Linked DNA regions of Hordeum vulgare: regions 1, 2 and 4 are each linked to region 3. The links are chromatin contacts, called in public Hi-C and HiChIP or PLAC-seq maps. All regions are on one chromosome and are shown on one strand. The core of a region is the stretch at or near the end of the contact, and the rest is flanking DNA. Distances in the headings are between cores, read along the strand shown.

Region 1 (3,386 bases), core at 828-3,327, 480 kb after region 3:
AGCCTAGCGTGAAACCTAATTGGTCACCTTCCCCAAGCGGCGTTGCAAAGCTAAATGTCGACGGCGAACGGCCGGCGCTGGTATGATCCTGCGAGATCACACGGGTACGGTTATATATAAGGCATGCAGATGGCTCCTGAACTGCCCGGGTCCGCTGGAGGCGGAGCTAGCTGCATGTGAGGATGGTCTGAAGCTGGCGCTGCACTGGACTCACCTGCCACTCCAGGTGGAGACAGACTGTGCGGAGAGCATGAAGCTCCTCGTGTCAGGTTCAAGTGAACGATCAACGAACATGTTTCAAGTGGCGGCCATCTCAGGAATGATGAATGAAAGATCAGTCCAGTTGATAAAAATCAGTAGATCACAGAATAAGGCTACGCATGCTATGGCAGCTATGGGTCGTAGTCAACAGAGTACGACTTGTTGGTTAGGAAACTCTCCCTAGGAGATTAGCATTATCATTTCAAATGATTGTAATCCCATTGATGATTAAATGAAATGAAATGCTTTCCCGCCGCAAAAAAGAAAGAATTAAATAGGTCTGATAGTTCATCTCTCCCCTCCCATCCAATTTCATTTGAAGAAAAACAGAAAGTTTCCTAACACATCTTATACGATGTCTCTTGTCCAATGTCTAGAAATCATCTACATGCCAATGCCAACATAGCTGTTATGTTTCGCTATCAATCTATATCACATCTGAAGTGACAAAATTGACCACTGTTTCATAGTACTGCATTATGCCACATGCCCACACAGTTTGTATTTCGTCCCTTCATTAAGAGTAGACTTCTTAGACATGTATTAACATTTTGCCCACACAATTATCTGCAAAGCCTTTCTGTTCTTTAACATTATATGTATCCACGTGTGCCCCATATAACATTAAATCGAAAAATATAGTAATGGCTTAAGGCATCCATAATGTGGCCAAATACTGGTGTCATATTCAGATTTTGGCATTCTGGCACAACTTGCTATACCTGCCCGTTGTAACAAAGACAAAGGTGTGCTGATTTTTTTTTATAGAGGCCAATATATTTGTAATATATTGAACAAATGTGTGTTGTTCCCAGTACATAGTACTCCATCCGTTCCTAAATATAAGACCTTTTAAAGATTGCATTATGAACTACATTCAGATGTACATAGACATACTTTAAAGTATAGATTCACTCATTTTGCTCTTCTTGTGAAACCTTATATTTTGAAACGGAGGGAGTAGCAACGACAATGCCTCATGGATCGGTTATGAGATAGTGGTATATTATAAGATGATATGGCCCGCAAATAGGTACCGGTCAAATCGTGTTGGCTCCTCTGTTGAAAACAATAAATACTAGGCACATGTGTTCCGGGAACTCAAAAGTGGAGATGGAAGGATGAGGCAGAGCGACTAATCACCTGCGCAGGGACCCGTACGAAGACGGTGAAGAGGTAGAGGGCGGGGCCGCCGCGGGAGGCCAGGGCACCGGAGATGGCGGTGAGCGGGTTGTAGGAGGCGCCGCCGGTGGCGGATTCGAGCCAGGCGAAGAGGAACATGTAGACGACAGAGAGCGAGACCTTGGCGGCTTCTCCCTCCGGGCGGCCCCCAAGTCCGAGCACGTTGTACACGGCCAGCTTCACCAGCGCGCCCGCGCACACCCACAGCACCGCCAGGACCAGGTCGCCAACCACCAGCCAGGGCCGGATTCGGCCGCTCGACGCCGGAGCCGGAGCCATGGGCGGGCGTTGGGGGGGAGCGGGGCGGAGGCGGTGTCTGCCTGCCGGTGCTTTGAGGCCACGGGATTCTCCTCTCCTCCTGCCGGGATTAGTAGGAAGGAGGCGAGCGAGAAATTTGGAATTTTAAATTTGGGAGCGGGTTAAGAATAGATTCCCTTATTAGGATAGGATGGCCACCAGCACGACTGCCAAGGAAGGAGGTGCGCGTCAATGATTGTTCACCACGGGAACATCGGACAATATTTTCCACATGTTTGTCAATACTGTCGTTTCAAGGGCGCAGTTCCTTGCAAAAATATATACTATACGAAATCCTTTTTTTTCGAGCCCCAAAAAAATTCCGTCGCCGGGACTTGAACCCGGGTCTCTCGGGTGAGAGCCGAGTATCCTAACCACCTAGACTACGACGGAGAATCTGTCCATGAGAGTTAGACCAAGGCCTATAATCATAGATAAGCGCTTGCCTTTTGACGCATATATATGTATGTATGTAAAATGTACATCGACACACGCCCACATTAAGTTTATGTTTATTCCAAGTTCATGATTTGCACTGAGAGGCGGTTCTCTCGTCTATCGCATTCCTTTCTGTATTCACACACTTGAATGCAAGCTTGACTCTGGGACTGGATGCATCATCGTGCTACTGCTCTGGTCCAAGAGGAGATCAAACGAGGTGAGGGCGTACGGATCCAGTACAAGACTCATCTCCTCCCTCGCATTGGTTATCGGGCTTTCCACCGGCACCACCTATTGCATTCCATACAAAAGTTCAAGACAAAACATTGCAAGTTTACAAGCACCACTACAGCTACTAATCCAATACGGAACAATTCTCACGCCCAATTCACTTTGCGGTTACCCGAAAGAAAACAAGTCAATGTAGCATACCTTGTCTGGTTGCTGGAAGGAATTCTCATCCCATAGAGAACCAGATGTAAGTACCGTCTTTATGGAGCCAAATGTCTGAATCCCGTTCTCCAGCCCGGTTATAGAGATACTAAGATCTACAGCTTTGTTGCCGAAATTTAGAACCTGACATAAACGGATTTGGTTATTTAAATGTTCATCGGACCTGTTTAATTCTAGGACAATGGAATAAATGCACCTTTATTTTTAGGTAAGCATTTCCATCTTTAGAATTCTGCCAAGTGATAGCCGATGCGACCAGTTGGTTATAGTTCGATACTTGAATGGTAGATGGATGAAGTGCTGCACCACTTGAGTCCTTGAAGAAGTGTAACATCCAGTAGTTTGGACATCCATAGTGCTGCCACGAGTTGAAGACTATGGCATCTGGACTCCACCTATTAAGCACAAACGTATTTTCATGGATACCACAGGCATCAGTAGAAAAATCGTAATGACGTGCAAGTGTATTTCTCTCTCCAGAGATCCTTCCATCTCTCTACAGTAATTCAAGTCAAAGGATTATCTAAATTTCAGCTTAACTTCAAGTAGACAAACTGTAGCATGTTTTCAGAATTACTCTGTGACTGATTTACTGATACAAAGCGTTGAATCATTTACCTGCGATCATTGTCATTTACGAAGAGTGGAGCACAACTTGCCATTTCAACAGCGTCGCTGCATACAAAAAGTAGGAAAAACATGCAAGCTCACAATGGCTGCTCTGATCACCATGATACCAAACCAGAAGCAGA
Region 2 (3,263 bases), core at 645-3,144, 350 kb after region 3:
GTACAGCAAAGGCAACAAGGGACACATATGTGTTCAATTTGCACAAAGTTCAGACATCAATTAGAAACTGCACAAGATATTAGGAGAACATTCTGAGGTTGGTGATATATGACTTCAATTGGAAGATCAGTATGTGGGTAAGATCGCTATGTAATGCAAATGTGTAGATACGGAATCATTCTTAACTGAAGTCACACCTTCCTATGCCCCCATGCTGGCACGGCAACATCCAGGGAAGCTAGAAATGGTTTCTCCAGTTAGCTCCTTGATATAAAGGTGTACAGATTATACTCCCTTTGTCCTAAAATAAATGTCTCAACTTTATACTAGCTCTAGTATAAAATTGTACTAAGCTTAAGACACTTATTTTGGGACGGAGGGAGTAATAATGAAGAAAGATTGCAACTGTGCATCTCAGCAAAAAGGTAAGAAACATAATCCTTTTGCTGGCTGTGGTAAAAAAAAATACTACTCCCTCTGTTCACTTTTGTAAGACGTTTAAGACAGATGAAATTGAATTGTTTTAGGTGTTGTCTTAAATGTCTAAAACGTCTTACAAAAGTGAACGGAGGGAGTAGTGGTATTCATGAAAGATGATATGGTTGACTGAACTTTAAATTGTTACCACGTGCATCTTATGGTCTGGTCTGATCTATTACTCCCTCCGTTCCTAAATATAAGTCTTTCTAGAGATTTCACTAACGGACTATGTACGAATGTATATAGACATGTTTTAAAGTATAGATTCATTCATTTTGCTTCGTATGTAGACCCCTAGTGAAATGTCTTAAAAGACTTATATTTAGAAACGGAGGGAGTATATGATATGTTCAGATAACAGGAATATGAGGAAACTGTGTGATAATGACCTGTTCAACCAATCTGAGCTTCTGAACCTTCTCCTTGTCGAGGATTTTGATAGCAACAGGCTCCATAGTTTCAGTGTTCTTTGCGAACCTGACCTTTGCAAATGTCCCTTCCCCGATGGTGCGGCCGAGCTCATACTTGCCGACACGGCGCTTCACCTTTGGTGACAATGCGGCTCTCTTGGCCCGATACATCTTCCCACAACCGAAGGTTACTGTCAACCTTCAAAATGCTCTTGGACGACCTGCAGTTGCGCAATCAAATCAGGCTTTGGACACTATGAATTTGGCTTGTGCCATATTTTATCATGAGGCAGCCTTTACCATCTTTTCCCAAAAGGGATAAAAGGAAAAACAGTAGAAGTAGCGTAGATCCTAAAGATCTCAGGATCCAGGAACACTAAACAACACCTGATCATCTTCATCAATATAAAATGACCAGACTAGTCCAAAACACTCAACCCACTTTGACTTTACTAATATAAAAGGTGGCAAAGACATACGGAGTATCTACAAAAAAAAAAGGTGGCGAAGACCATGAGAATAAGATGCATCATCCCAAGCTAAACCAGGGACATGTGCCTGCGGCCGAAAGGCGAAAAAATCATGAAAAGTACATGGAGGTCACACAGTACAGGAAGAATCTCCAGTTGGTAACCTATGAATGATCCTACCCGACACAGTCACCTAAGATGGAGTTTTCCAGAAAGCAGTTTACAGACATGTACTTTCTGGAGCAAGGTAGATAATCCTAGCTTAAAAAAGTGTGTGTGCTGCTCAAATGAAGAGCAGAAAGAGAAATGAGTGGTGATAATGAGCCGGAAATTCCAGATCAGAGCTGTATGTAGGTCCCCGAGTAGCACAAGAAAATGCAAAATTCTCACACCGGCACGGTAGGGAACAGATTCAGGGGCCTTACCTTCAACCCGACGAGGTAGCAGACAGCAGGTGGAGCTTGGCAGCAGATGCAGCTAGGAGCTAGCGAGGGTTGGTCTGAGGAGGAAGAGGATGCTGTTGCTGTGGATGCAGAGGAGGAAGAGGGATAAATAAGGAGGGAGGGAGGGAGGGAGGAGGTGGGGGGGTGACACTGACACGTACGTACTCGCATAGCTAGCTGGGCCTGGGCAGGAGGAGCACCACCACGAGAAAAGGACATGGGATCGGGATGGATGCGAGCAGAGCAGCCGCTGCTGGCGTACGTAAGTTTGATTGCCGACGCTGCCTTGCCACCTCTTTCAGTTCCCAAGGGCTGCACCTGCACCTGCACTGCACTGCATGTGCATGGCCTATCCTTTTCGTCCCCTTCGTTCTACTGCTGCTTTTCGATTCTACTCGAAAAAGAAAAAAGATCCTGCTAGCACTAGTGGTATTTTCAACATACTCCATGAAGAACGTTGTGTGCACCAGAGACCAGAATCAGACCAGGGTACGTGGATAAGGTTGTGCTCTTATCAGAGCTATGCAGCGCAACTCTCTTCTCTACTCTCTAGTACTGCTACATGCTATATGAATCTTCAAGCCTTGCGAATTCGCCCCCGTATACAAAATTAACTGTAATACTTCTTCCGTTTTTAAATATAATTTTCTTAAGAGGTTTTAATAGCGGACCAACTGGAATGGCCAGCTGATTTGAACGATAATCTTGGTCACTGGTCATTTTTGCTATCGTGATAATCTTTAACTATGCATATACAACTTTGCACGTAGTATATGCCGTTGTAGGGAATATAATACTTTTACACGAGGGGAGTATATCCGCACCAGTTTGGGCCTGCTGTTTGAGAAAACAAAACCCACCTGTTTGGCGTGGGAACAATATTCTACCATTCTCCGTGGGCTTTCTGGTCACCGGTATGTGTTACGTGCAGAGATAAATTACAAGACACGAGCTGTGTTTGGCATGACAACTTTCTTCACGGCCTGATACTGTACATGGCCACGTACTACTAATTTCGAATTAAGATGCTGGCACCCCCCCACCTTACTGTTTTTGGTTGCGGCCGCTGGAAACACGAGGGGGGCAAACAAAAGGAGCGACGGCACAACCACCGATTGAAGTTTCGCGACCTCTGGCTAATGTCGATGGCAGTTAATATCCTGCCTGCTTCGATGTGGAAATGTGATCTTATGAGCAGGCGAGGCGTGACACGTCCACATGACAGGGAAACCCCGGCCATCTGACGCGCGCAACATATTTGGCGGGAGATCTCACACACGAATAAATTAAGCGCAAGTAAATTAAATTGCCTTGGTATAGAAACCCGGCCGGTACATACCGTAAGCTGGAGATAATTGCAGGACACTACCACACTTGGACATCATGTAACGAATCGATACCAATAGTCATTTTTTTATGCGTGTCAATACCATCTCATAGCCTAATTGTTGTAATACGAT
Region 3 (3,135 bases), core at 93-2,592:
GAAATCGTCCTCCTCCCGCGCGCGCGGTCGCACCGTTGCTGCTTGCTTTCTATAGATATAGATATAGTACTCCTACGCTAGTACCGTAGTAGCTTCGATCGGCTGGATATATTTTATCAAGATCCCCACGGTCCTCATCTCAGCTTCAAGTTATTCAGATTTCAGACGCGCCGCGGCCCGCACATGTGATAGAAAGACGAGGCGGACAGAGGGGAATGAGTGAGTAGCACTCGTACTACTAGTGCTGGCACAGCGGTAGACTAGTGTGTCGAGCATAGAGCTACTGCGTGTGCACAGGGTGCCAGTGTGGCGCCACGTGGTGGTGTCTCCCAAGGTACAAAAGAGCTTAGGATCCGTTCAGACCTCCACCTCGTAGCGATGGACGGATCGATAGAGCTGGAGCCTTTTCTTTTCTTTTCTTTCCTGCATGCATGGCCTCTTTTGCTTTCTACCCACTCTCACACTATGTGCTGTGCATTTCTCCTCTCGATTCTTTCATGCTTTCATGTCTAACCATGCCGCCGCATACTCTTTCCTTCTCTTCTCTCGCTTAACTAAACCCTAAAACAATAACACATAATTGAAGTAGAACGGTTGATCCATTTGTAAACCAGCATAAGGTTGAATTAGTGCAGAACGCACGCATATCCCAGAGGAGAGTGGAAATGGTTAAACTTAACATTTCTTACGCTTCCAAAGCCATTGTTTCTGGTAGCAGCAACAAGCAGAAAGAAGAGGAAAATTGATGTACACGCACCCGTCATGTGGAAAGCTTTAGGTCTTGATCCATAGAGGCCAGCCGGCACCGAGTCGTATCTTGAGACTTTAGTATATTTACAGGCCGGAGGTGTAAACTTGAAGCTAAAGCAACGGGAGGAAAAACAATTGCAGAGCTGCATGTCTCATGATGATGCTGGAAAACTCGATATTCTCCCTTTTTACCATGTGATGCTTCTGCCCAGCAGAGCAGAGCAGAGCACCACACGCCCCAAAATTCACCGACCAAAATCCTGCTCAGGCAATTATCATTGCCAAGTTCCCTCGAGATGCATAATCATCCAGACTATTGTTCGTTAATCCCCACACCACACCACCCGGCTTAGGCTAGTTCTACCCCACTCTGTGACACACCACCGTACTTGCCTGCCGTTTATATTAATGTCAGGTTAATTACTCACTGCTTGCTGCAGCATGCTGCCCGCCTGCTCCCGAGCAAGGTGGCTGAGCTAGCTAGGCTTCCACTACTGCATAGTGCAGTTTAGCTCGTGTACGTACTCCTCTCGCGTTCTCAGCGCTCCTCCAGCTTTTGTCCCGCACCCCTCTGCTAACAAAAGCTCGAGCTGAGGAATGAATAACCTAAAATACCCTTCCTATTATTAGGGCCCAGGCTGTGGGCGCCGGGGGTGACGCAGTCATTGCGCGCGTCCTCTTGGCCAATTATAATGCCACCCACGCTAACACAGCACGCGGGGCCAGTGTAGCTAGTTGTACCTCTCTCGCCTCCGACACCGACGAGTCAAGAGTCAAGACGCGATGCAGCCGACGGAGTCCGCCCAACGCCGGGCCTCGTCCACAGCCGCCACGGCGCCCCGGCGAAGCATGGGGTGCATGGCTGGCCTTCTCCGCCTGCTCTCCCCGTACCATCGCCACCGGAAGCGCCTGACAGCCAAGAACGCCACGCTCGAGGCCTCCCTACCGCCGCCGTCTCCACCGCCCATGAAGAAGCCGGGAGCGTCGCCGTCTCCACCGCCCGTGAAGAAGCCGGGAGCGTCGCTGTCACCAACGCAGGCCCCAGAGAAGCCACAGACGCCGACAGCCGTCCGACGGCGGCGTTCATGCGAAGCGCCTCGGAGCCCGACGATCGCTCCGGAGTACCGCCGGGCGAGCTGTGACAGCCCCAGGCCGCCGCCGCCAGCTATCGTCGCACGCCTAATGGGCCTGGAGGAGTCCGCGCCGGCTTCCCCCGCCACGACCCCGCGGCCACGACCGCTGCCGACCCGCCCTCCTCCTCCCCCGCCACCAGAGATGGCCGCGGAGAAGCGGCGCAAGCTGCTGGGCGCGCTGGAGAAATGCGATGACGACCTCCAGACACTGCGGCGGATCATCGCGGCCGTCCGGGCTGCCGAGCTGCGGTCGGCCGCTGCATCCGACGTCTCGCCGGCTCCAGCAGGGGAAGGCAAAGGGGGCAAGTGGATGGACGGCTCGCCGCGGGCGGTGGCACAGCATCCCAGCCCGGACTCGGTGCTGGACGCCATCACCTCACCGAGATTTCCATGCAGGAAGCGGTCGTCTCCATGCACACATCTCGATGCAGACAGCAAGCCCGAGATTACCCGTTCCAGTAACGATGCGCTCATAGTACGATCCAAGATCGTGAAGCCGTCCCGAACACTTGTTTTCTCCGGTACGTGGTGGTATCTCAGATTCTCTGTCGATCTGATACACAGTTTTCCATATAACTCACATATACATGCACGCATTTTATACTACTCCGATCTGCACCGTCTTAGTTTCCACCAGATTAATGAAGTTTAAGTTTATAGGGGTTTACGTGCCACATCAAATTTGTCAATTGTCATGGAAAAATATGCGGCAGGCTTCACGGTAACACGTGTGGTTTCTCGTCTCGTTTATGCAGGGGACTACTGCAAGATCAAGCAATACTGCAACGAGCTGCACGCCATGGCCATGCATCACCACCCTGCGACGGTGGCGGCTGTCGAGGGAATGCCGCGGTGGACGCCGTCAGCAGCCGAGGCGAAGGGCTGGCAGCATCGGAGACGGTGGGGGCTCCAGGGCGAAGAGCGGAGCCGAGCGATGGTGGAAAGCGTAGGGGAGGTGTGGGGGGAGAGCGCCGGCGAGGAGCGGTGGGAGGCCGGCCTCGTTGGCGCCGCGCTGGAGCGGGCCATCATGCAGGAACTCGTCTTGGACGTCGTGACGGAGCTGCTTGCGCACTCCGAGGGGCCGTTTGGCCACGGTCACCACCACGGCGGCGGTGCCATGTGCCGGAAGAGGCTCTGTTTCTGAGCGATTTCGCGTGCTCTGCTCTGGCTTTATTCGTACGTACGTAGTACGAGTGGAGCAAGTCACGCAGTACGTAGTCCAAGGGATGGATGTCGGTGACTGACGACCCCA
Region 4 (3,090 bases), core at 387-2,886, 290 kb after region 3:
CGAGCCACTGCCTGTAGGCAATATCTTTGGGCCAGCAACTATCGTTGATCAAGGGTACATATAAACCAGAATAGGAGAGGGGGTGGTGCTCTACGCCGTGGTAGGCAGAGGAAGCGAGGCTGGGAGAGGAGGGAGCAGACGACCCTATGGCGGGACAAGCGACGACTACGTCATCTGAGTTGTTGAATTTGTGCCTTGTGCAGTGGGGATAAGGGATGTGTGTTGCGTCTGTGTGGTGAGAGGTGAGGAATAGCTTTTCCTTTTTGAGGAAGGCAATTTATTTATTCGGAATAAAGAGGAATAGCTTATTTTCCCTTTTCCCTTGTGAACCGAGAGGTGTGACTATTATGCAATGAGAGAAGTGTCAAATATTCTAGAAATAGCAAAAAATCTTTTAAAGAGAATAGCCAAACAAGTGATCTAGAGAATGTCCTACGTTGCTACAAAGCGGGATGCGACTCACTCCACTCAAAGAAAAATATGATGCGACCCACTCAGCTCAAGGTGGTCACGCGCTTGCATCTAGCGGCTAGCCAATGTATGCAGATTTTGCGTTCGTATACATTCATTGACCAGTTTTTCTTGTCCACCGTAAAAAACATGCATACCATATACTCCATTCGTTTTTAAATACAAGTCTTTTTAAAGATCTATTACAAACTATATATGAAACAAAATGAGTATTTTAAATATGTCTATATGCATCCTTATGTGATTCATACTGGAATCTTTAAAAAGCCTTATATTTAAGAATGGATGGAGTATATATTTTGGACTCATCCTCTACATCGCATTCGATAAAGAATAAAGCTATGAGATACTGAAATTACTGAGATTTTCAAGAAACTCCAATAATGCACTTGAAATAGCATTTCACAACTTATATTCTCTACTGGCTGATATTCCAACGAGCACGCACAAGTATATTTATCTATTTTATTTTCATATTCAACATGCCTGCAATTATTTTATCATTTTTACATTCAAGATAATAATAGTTTATCCATTACAAAAATATGTTGGGTTATTATGTACTTCCTTCATTTTTAAATATAATTTTTTATAAAGATTTCTATACAAACTACATGCATACATATGTATCTAGACATATTTCAGAATGTTGATTTACTTATTTTGTTCTGTATATAGTATGTATTGAAATATAAAAATATATATTTAAAAACGATGGGAGTATATGATTTTATGTTCTTCATGCATATGTTGTCAAATTAAATTTTTAATACATTGCAACTAAAAAGAAATAATGGAGATGCAGGTGAAGTGGGAAAACGGAAATACATTGCATCAAGTACACTTATCGACTGTTGCTTGAAATATTTTCTATACATGTAAAATTCGAAATGCATTATCTTTCAATATGCTATCAAAGAAATATATTAAAAGATCCGTAACAACGCATGAACATTCTACTAGCATTACATGTAAAAATGGCTTTCTTCCGCAAAAAAAAATGTAAAAATGGCTTTGTTTGAATATATAAGGCAAGGAGGGCAGTTGGAGTAATTCGCCCCGCGACGTTAACGGGGGCGTGGACGGCGGAACGGACCGGACGGGGTGCGGGCGCGCATAAAGCCCGGCAAAATTCCCCGACGCGAGGCCACAAATCGCTCCCGGCCCCCCCTCCTTCCTCCTCTCCCCCGCCCGTACGGTCAAACAAGAGACCCCCCACCCCCCTCTCTCCTCCACCTCCAGTGCTCGCCGCGAGAAGCCGAGAAGGAAGAGCCTGAGAAGGTTGCATCATGGCGGACCAACTCACCGACGACCAGATCGCCGAGTTCAAGGAAGCCTTCAGCCTATTCGACAAGGACGGCGACGGTAAGTAATTTCTGTAACTCCTTGTTTTCTTGTCCCCCTCATAGAAACATGGTGTGTTTTCTCCTACTTATGCTGTGATCCGTCTCAGTCTGGATTCTCTTCGCTTCCCGTTAACGAAGAAACAAGAACACCATTTCATCATCGATGTCTACTCTCTCTCTTTGATCTAGCATAGAATTGGGAGTTAGGGACATCTTATGTGTTACATTAGATGGCTAGAGACTGAAAATTTATGCCCAGGCGTCCAGTAGCCGGAATGCCAGATTAAGGATCGCACATACTGCGTCGAAAGCAAAGGCAAATCGCGGCGCGGCATGCCACCGCCCTGCCGTACTCTGTACTGCCGTCTAGTGCACGGCTGCGGGTCACTATCTCGCGTAGTAACTGCTGTGGAAATTATGTCATCAAATCGATGTGATTGGGTCACGTCAGATTTGACCTCGTCTCGGATCCAGATGTGGCGAAGCGCTAGATCCTACCCGGATGTGGAGTAGTCAGGGCCGTCCAATGTCCAATGTCAGATGCTATAGGTTGAACTTGGCCATGGCAGGGGCAACGGGTCTGCTAGTACCATCCCCTTTGTATGCTGCTTTCATTATGGATCGTATCTGCAGATCTGTTGGAAATTCTTAGGGGGTTGAAACCCAGATCCAGCTATATGATACTAGTACGTAGTAGTACAATTTTAGCACCAGGGAGAATCCTTTGGTGTTGGATGGGGCTGATCAAGTGGTACTAATTGATTTTGGACCTGCTCAGACTTTAGTTTTGGCCTTTGATGCATATGGAGTAAGACTTGAACCAGTTGTTGTAACAGCGTGGTTTGATCTCTGTATGTACCACAGTAATTGATCTCTGTAATAGTACAGAGACGTTGCGAGTTTGATCCATTGTACATGGTGGTTGCTTCATGCGTGCATGTCTGATTAACTTTTTTGTTTGGTTATGATGCTCACTCTGGATATGAAGATGTGATTACCGACTCAGTCAGAAACGTACCTGAAATTGCCGTTGTGTGCTGGACAGGTTGCATCACAACTAAGGAGCTGGGAACAGTCATGCGTTCGCTGGGGCAGAACCCAACGGAGGCAGAGCTCCAGGACATGATCAACGAGGTGGATGCAGACGGCAACGGCACTATCGACTTCCCGGAATTCCTCAACCTGATGGCTCGCAAGATGAAGGACACCGACTCGGAGGAAGAGCTCAAGGAGGCTTTCCGGGTGTTCGATAAGGACCAGAACGGCTTCATCT

The links. A called contact is a pair of places that touch in the nucleus more often than the background predicts. HiChIP or PLAC-seq counts read pairs in DNA pulled down with a chosen protein or histone mark.
Region 1: a Hi-C map of leaf shows a contact between it and region 3, with 2.8 times the contacts expected there. The contact joins the promoter of LOC123448778 here to the promoter of LOC123446533 in region 3. A contact is called at or near these places in 2 of 6 Hi-C or Micro-C datasets (leaf and seedling).
Region 2: an H3K4me3 HiChIP or PLAC-seq map of embryo shows a contact between it and region 3, with 3 times the contacts expected there. The contact joins the promoter of LOC123448779 here to the promoter of LOC123446533 in region 3. A contact is called at or near these places in 1 of 6 Hi-C or Micro-C datasets (seedling) and 1 of 1 datasets of contacts at active chromatin or transcription factors (embryo).
Region 4: a Hi-C map of seedling shows a contact between it and region 3, with 2.5 times the contacts expected there. The contact joins the promoter of LOC123448781 here to the promoter of LOC123446533 in region 3. A contact is called at or near these places in 1 of 6 Hi-C or Micro-C datasets (seedling) and 1 of 1 datasets of contacts at active chromatin or transcription factors (embryo).

Annotation. Positions count from the first base shown.
Region 1 is chr4H:413,580,786-413,584,171 of MorexV3_pseudomolecules_assembly, reverse strand. It overlaps LOC123448778 (aquaporin SIP2-1), which reads right to left and starts at 2,077. Exons shown (of 3, transcript XM_045125781.1): 1 at 1,405-2,077. The coding sequence starts at 1,722. LOC123448777 (alpha-L-arabinofuranosidase 1-like) reads right to left here. Exons shown (of 18, transcript XM_045125779.1): 15 at 3,253-3,309; 16 at 2,831-3,029; 17 at 2,614-2,757; 18 at 2,166-2,472. The coding sequence ends at 2,317. TRNAE-CUC (a tRNA gene) reads right to left here and starts at 2,133; the gene lies at 2,061-2,133.
Region 2 is chr4H:413,713,889-413,717,151 of MorexV3_pseudomolecules_assembly, reverse strand. LOC123448779 (CBL-interacting protein kinase 31) reads right to left here and starts at 1,894. Exons shown (of 15, transcript XM_045125782.1): 1 at 1,786-1,894; 2 at 870-1,111. The coding sequence starts at 1,061.
Region 3 is chr4H:414,064,122-414,067,256 of MorexV3_pseudomolecules_assembly, reverse strand. It overlaps LOC123446533 (serine/arginine repetitive matrix protein 1-like), which reads left to right and starts at 1,342. Exons shown (of 2, transcript XM_045123108.1): 1 at 1,342-2,404; 2 at 2,639-3,135. The coding sequence starts at 1,534. The coding sequence ends at 3,027.
Region 4 is chr4H:413,772,049-413,775,138 of MorexV3_pseudomolecules_assembly, reverse strand. It overlaps LOC123448781 (calmodulin-1), which reads left to right and starts at 1,636. Exons shown (of 2, transcript XM_045125784.1): 1 at 1,636-1,836; 2 at 2,863-3,090. The coding sequence starts at 1,761.